2 separate regions of the Mus musculus genome follow, and region 2 is linked to region 1. Evidence: chromatin contacts called from public HiChIP or PLAC-seq data. All regions are on one chromosome and are shown on one strand. Each heading gives the region's core, a stretch centred on a gene start, on an enhancer-like site or on the middle of the called end of the contact. The rest is flanking DNA. Distances are from core to core; before and after follow the strand shown. Region 1 has its middle 13 kb from the start of Gm26730. Region 2 overlaps Rnf157 (ring finger protein 157).

Evidence for each region. HiChIP or PLAC-seq counts read pairs in DNA pulled down with a chosen protein or histone mark.
Region 2: a contact with region 1 is called in a CTCF HiChIP or PLAC-seq map of CD8 T cells, with 8 read pairs. The contact joins two enhancer-like sites. A contact is called at or near these places in 3 of 15 datasets of contacts at CTCF or cohesin (CD8 T cells, large pre-B cells and pro-B cells), 21 of 484 Hi-C or Micro-C datasets (8-cell embryo, B cells, CD8 T cells and 14 more), 12 of 115 datasets of contacts at active chromatin or transcription factors (CD8 T cells, the HPC-7 cell line, the SCID.adh cell line and 7 more) and 3 of 9 other capture datasets (adipose tissue, liver and pancreatic islet).

The regions. Positions count from the first base shown.
Region 1 is chr11:116,318,345-116,321,044 of GRCm38.p6, reverse strand. No RefSeq gene overlaps it. Among named protein-coding and RNA genes, the nearest start is that of Gm26730, 13 kb to the right of the region's middle. Within about 2 kb of position 1,429, at least 147 of the 459 cell types and tissues checked have an H3K27ac peak or open chromatin away from gene starts, as enhancers often do. A contact at or near this core is called in CD8 T cells, embryonic fibroblasts and regulatory T cells, where this site is marked.
Region 2 is chr11:116,393,287-116,396,170 of GRCm38.p6, reverse strand. All of the region lies in intron 2 of Rnf157 (ring finger protein 157), which reads left to right. Among named protein-coding and RNA genes, the nearest start is that of Rnf157, 18 kb to the left of the region's middle. Within about 2 kb of position 1,265, at least 58 of the 459 cell types and tissues checked have an H3K27ac peak or open chromatin away from gene starts, as enhancers often do. A contact at or near this core is called in CD8 T cells, embryonic fibroblasts and regulatory T cells, where this site is marked.

The sequences.
Region 1 (2,700 bases), core at 180-2,679:
CCCAAAAAACAAAAACCCAAAAACGATAGTCTTTATTAAAGACAACTGGTGGTATGTGTTGGCATCAGGACCTCCCAAACCTATGACATCACATAGGTGACAGCAAAACCTGCAGACTGGTTGCCAAGGCAACAGGCACCCTATTCCCAACATCCACTTGGCTCACTTTCCACCTTTACCTGAGTTACGTCATTCTCGATATAAATAAGGAGAACTCCCCTCCCTCACACTCTCTCCCCCTCTTCTCTTTCTGCCGCCACCTTCTCTCTCTTCTCCCAATAAAACCTCGTCCACGTGGAACTGTCTTGGCCTAGCGTGCTGTTGAGATGCAACCCGCCATTCTAACACATCAGTGTGTGTGATGTCTTTCCAGGTCGGGTGTACACTGATGGCGGCTGCACACATCTTTCTTTGGCCTTTCTGTTCATTCATTCATTCCATCAGTCACTCGACGAGCCTCAGGCTGGAAGACTCTCCTGTGGGTGCGCAGGGCGCTCTTAAACACACTCAGTAAAACCGAGCCTTGGTCCTAGAACCCTTGCTTCAGGGTAGTTCTGGATCAAGGGACTAAGACCTCCCATTTCCCACCACAGAGGAAGGATCTGCAAGTGTTGTGCTGGGGAGGAAAAAGGCCTTCTCTGCACCCCCACCCCTATCCAGCAGCTCCGGAGACCCCAGCCTGAATGTGGTCTGCCTCTGCCCAGCCACCTCCAGTACCTGGGGCACTGGTGTGGACTCTTCACTTGTATCCCAGTCACAACGAAGCCACATTCTTCTTTATCTGTCTTGAGACAGGGTTTCTCTGTGTAGCCCTGGCTGTCCTGGAACTCACTCTGTAGACCAGGCTGGCCTCGAACTCAGAGATCCACCTGCCTCTGCCTCCTGAGTGCAGGGACTAAAGACATGCGGATCAGGTGAAACCACATTATCTTACCTCAGTCAGCTGCTCTAAAGTGCCTTAGCTTTCTTAGTCGATACCTGTTCTTACTCCTCTGGTGACAGAGCCATCTCTGCCTTACTTCTCACAGAATAGATATCTTCCTGGGACCCACCTTCCCACCCTTCAGAATCCAGGACACATCTGTGCCTCTCTGGTGGGCCATTCCCCTGTGGTGGTTTTTCCTTTAACCAGTCCCCACAGTCCTTGTCCCTCCTGTGACTGGCAGGACATAGATTTGCTGTGAATCCCAAATTCTCAAAAGGACTTTCTTTTCTGCAGTCTTAGCAGGGAAGGGGGATCTCTTCCTGTCTCTTCCCTCCCAGGCTTTCCCTAGTTTTCTCTCTACCTACACAGACAGGTTATTGAAAACCCCAGCGATGTTTGTGATCTTGCACAGGAACAAGGGCAAACGTCCCTATGCCTGGAGTCAGGGAGCCTCTGTCCTCATGTGTGGATTGAACCCCACGCTGCCAAACAATGCAAATCAGGATGCCCAGCATGTGAAAGCGCTGAGTCACATTCTGGGAACAGGAGCCCTGGGGACCATGCCCTTCAGCAGTGCGTGCTGCCGCGTTTGCGTTGCAGGAGTGCCCCGGGGGCTGCGCTGGGCTGCGGGAACATGCTTGTAGGTGCAACTGGGCTATGGAATCGCGCTGGGAGCTGCAATTGGGCTATGGGAGCACTCCGGGGACTGCAACTGGACTGCACCTGGGCTGAGGGAGCACGCCCAGGGCTGTGAGGGCGCCCCTGTCCAGGCCAGAGCTGATCTCCCCGCAGCACCAGCTGGACTAGGAGACTAGCGATCACGGGATTCGGGGCGCGCTGGGCACCCACTAAACTTCCGGGGCCAGACCGCAGGCCCCTGGTCCAAAAAGAACTGCCCCGGTTCCAGACGACGCCTGCACTTCCTCTCTCCCTAGCGGCGCGCGCCCCCTGGTGGACGCCGTCCTGCTCGCTGCTTCCCCACCGCGCTGGGCTCTAAGCTCCCCGCAGGAGAGTGGTGACCCCCTTCCCAGAGCCAGCCCAGGATAGGAGAATAGTGGAAAATGCCGTGGTCTGAAAAGATAACGGTGTGAGCTAGTGTGCATACGTGTGTGAGCATATGAAATGATACATGTGTAAATAAATAAGCGTTGTGTATGTGTGAGTGGATGTGGTATGGATGTGCACATAGTGTAAATGGGGCACTGGGTGGGTGGCTGATGTGTGATTAAGTGATCCATCGTGGAGGGCAGGGGCAGGGTGTATGTCTAGTGGCCTCCAGTGTCCAGGCACGGTTGGGTAACTCCTGAAAGCCTTTTTGTGATACTCTAGGGATTAAACCTAGGGCTTTGGAAGTTAGCCAGGCCACACTCTTCTTAACTTTGTTTTGTGTTCTGAAACAGGGTCTTACCACGAAGTCTTAGCTGGCCTGGAACTTCCTATGTAGACCAAGCCAGCACAGCGGGTAGCCAGCTTCTGCCTCCTGAGTGCTGGGGCTAATGGTGTTTGCCACCACACCTGGCTCTTTTTAACTTCTATATTTACATTTGTAAATTCTCTGAGAATTTCATTCATGAGTACTGTATTTACATCATTCCCACCATGCCCTTCCCCCTCTAGCTCCCCCCAGGGGTGAGACCTTAAGAACTTTCTCCCACTGATGAACCAACTGGTGTCACTGTGTTGGTCTTGTCTAGGTAGCCATATTGTTGAGATTTCTTGGGTGTAATTTCCCCTGCTGTGTCTACAAGACACTGTCTTGTTGGTCCTCGGGTTCT
Region 2 (2,884 bases), core at 16-2,515, 75 kb before region 1:
TACTGGCTGTGGGCCTACAGTGACCCGTGCACCCAGCCCTGTTAAAATCAAGTTTGCTGATGTGGCAGGGGGCTCTACGGGTTCGGTGTGGCCAGGCTGAGGGAGCTTTCCTGAGGATTCCCACTTCTAAGGGCATCTCCTTAGCAGTCCTGACCAGTGAAGGCAAGAACTGTGTTTACCGTCGTGTGTTGGACCTAGCACAGAGCCTGGTTCAAAACGAAAAGCCTTGGCAAATATTTGTTGAGTGAATGAATGAAGTTTCCCTGGTTTTGGAGTTGCACGCAGTCATGCCAGCACTTGGGAGGCTGAGGCAAGAGGATTGCTGAGAAATGCAAGGCAATGTTAGGCTCCAGAGTCAACCCTTAGGCTCTGTAAACTTGAAATGGGGACCATTCTGCATCTGCTTGAGGCTTTATAAAACAGCTGTCAGGGTGCAGAGGAAGGCCCAGGTACTGTTCTTCATATGAAGACCTACCCGAGGGAGGACATACTGGGTTTGGTTTGGTTTTTTTGTTTTTTGGGTTTTTTTGGGGGGTGGTGGTGGTATAGGGCCTTATGAAAGTGCTCCATCTCCAGGCCTCATCTCTATTCCATAGCTCTGGTCTGGCTGTCCTGGAATTTGTTATATAGACCAGATTGGTTGAACTTACAGAGCTCTACCCGCCTTTCCTTCTGAGTGCTGGGATTAAAGGTGTGGACTACCATGCCAAGTTTATTATATTTTATTTTCTTAATCGGTTCACTTGGTAGGACAGACTGTCTTGGACCTCACTCTGTGGTCTAGACTCAAGTCTGTCTACCTTGGCTTCCTGAATGCAGGATTACAAGCCTGGGCCACCGTGTCTACCTGTCCCGGGACTTGCAGTCCCTCTCATTTTATTTTATCAGTGAAAGACAAGTAGCGGTAGAAGCTGGCATATAGAGACTGTGTGCCTGGTCCAGGGACCTTTCCAATGTTTTACATGAAATTTGCTCCCTGTCTTATAAGTAGATCTGCCTTGCTGTAAATCAGTCTTTTGCCTCTTGCTGCTTTGGAGAACTCTCTCTTCCACATGAGCGGGGCAGCTAGAACACGCAACAGGAAACGTTAGCTAAGAGAGAAGGTCTACAGTGACTGAGTTCTGCAGGAATGAGAGTGGGAGTGAGTGCTGCCAACGATTGCTTGGGTGCTGAGCTGAGGGACTTGGGTGGGGCTTTGGGAACTGACTGACTGGGCTGGTGGGAAAGGACTCTCACCTAGAGGGAGGTGCAGAGTTTAAGTCTAAGCCACCCCTGTGTTTGTAAACTTGACAGTCACTGAGCAACTGCCAGTGCCAGCTCTGTGGTAGGTGCTAGGGACACAGGGCTGAAGTGACTGAGTTTGATGATCTTGGAACAGACAAGGGAGGCAGACTGGCCTGTGGCAGAACAACAGTAGAAAGCTGAGTGGGCTGCACTGCCCGAGAGGCTGACATCCCCTCCTGTTATTAGACGCGTTCTCACGACCGGCCAGGAAGAACACCACAGACCAGAATCTTCTGCGGCAAAGCTTTATTCTTACATCTTCAGGAAAAGAGAGCAAGAAGCAAGAGAGAGAAAAGCAAGAGAAAGAGAAAAGCAAGCAAGAGAGCGAAAAAGCAAGAGAGAGAGAAAACGAAACCCCTTTCCTCTTTAAAGAGAACAACAATTGCCTAGGGCGCATCACTCCCTGATTGGCTGCAGCCCATGGCCGAGCTGACGTTCACGGGAAAAACAGAGTACAAGTAGTCGTAAATACCCTTGGCTCATGCGCAGATTATTTGTTTACCAACTTAGAACACAGGATGTCAGCGCCATCTTGTGACGGCGAATGTGGGGGCGGCTTCCCACAGTTCCCCCTTTTTCTTTTAATAAGAGCAAATAGGCCACCCAAATTAATGAGAGTGGAGATAGAGGTCAAATCCCCAGTGTGTAGGTAAAGGAGCCATGTACAGGATTAGCTCTTAGGCTTACAGGCTTTTACCCAGAGCAACCCTGACCTGCTCCCGTGTCGTTTTGCCTGGGGGAAGGGAACTAGGACACTGAACCTTCATGAAAGATGACATGTCTCCCTAGAATAGGCTCATATATGCCGCAGAGCCTTTCCATTGCAGTGCTTAGCCTTGCAACTCTCTCGGGCTGCTGAAGCACACTCACTCTATCTCGTGCAATGAGACTAGCCTCGTGAGATATAAGAGCTGAGTGGCCAGCGACCTATTGCCTAAGCATAGATATATCAGGGGAAGCTCCATGTTCTAGTCCTGCAAGCGCCTGGGCAATAACCACCTTGTCTCTCTTAGTTTGGGCCTTAAGCTTACAGACCAATCAAAGAAGCAACACTAATCCACAGCAAAGTGTATCTCCAAATAATATTAATCCCACCCAATTTTTTAAAGAAAGAAAATGCTGAGGAGATCCAATTGGGTAATCCTTTGGTCAGGGACAGGTCCAAGCGCGTGGAGTTGACCTGAATGATGGCAAGCCTCGAAGGGTCTGTTCAAATTCAGCCATCCAATTCTGTAACATATACTGAAAAAGACTTTTTGACAAATTAGCTGTCCTAGTAAATTTAACATACTGAATGGAAATAACACACAATCCCGGAAACTTTTGTTCACATCCCTGCTGAGTTATTTGTCATAATACATCTAGTTGTTTCTGGACAAGATCTATGAGTTGATTAACCAGCATGAGACCTCTCTGTATCTTGACATTAGCTGAGGCCTGTTCATCTATGACTGTAGTCACTGAGGCTGACAAAGTGTTAATGGTGTCAGTCATCTGGACCTGTCCAGACAGAACCAAGGCTGTCTGAATTAAGGCCAAACCCAGTTCCCAGTTAGTGGTAAAAAAGCAGGAGAATACTTGAGCATTATACATCACCGTC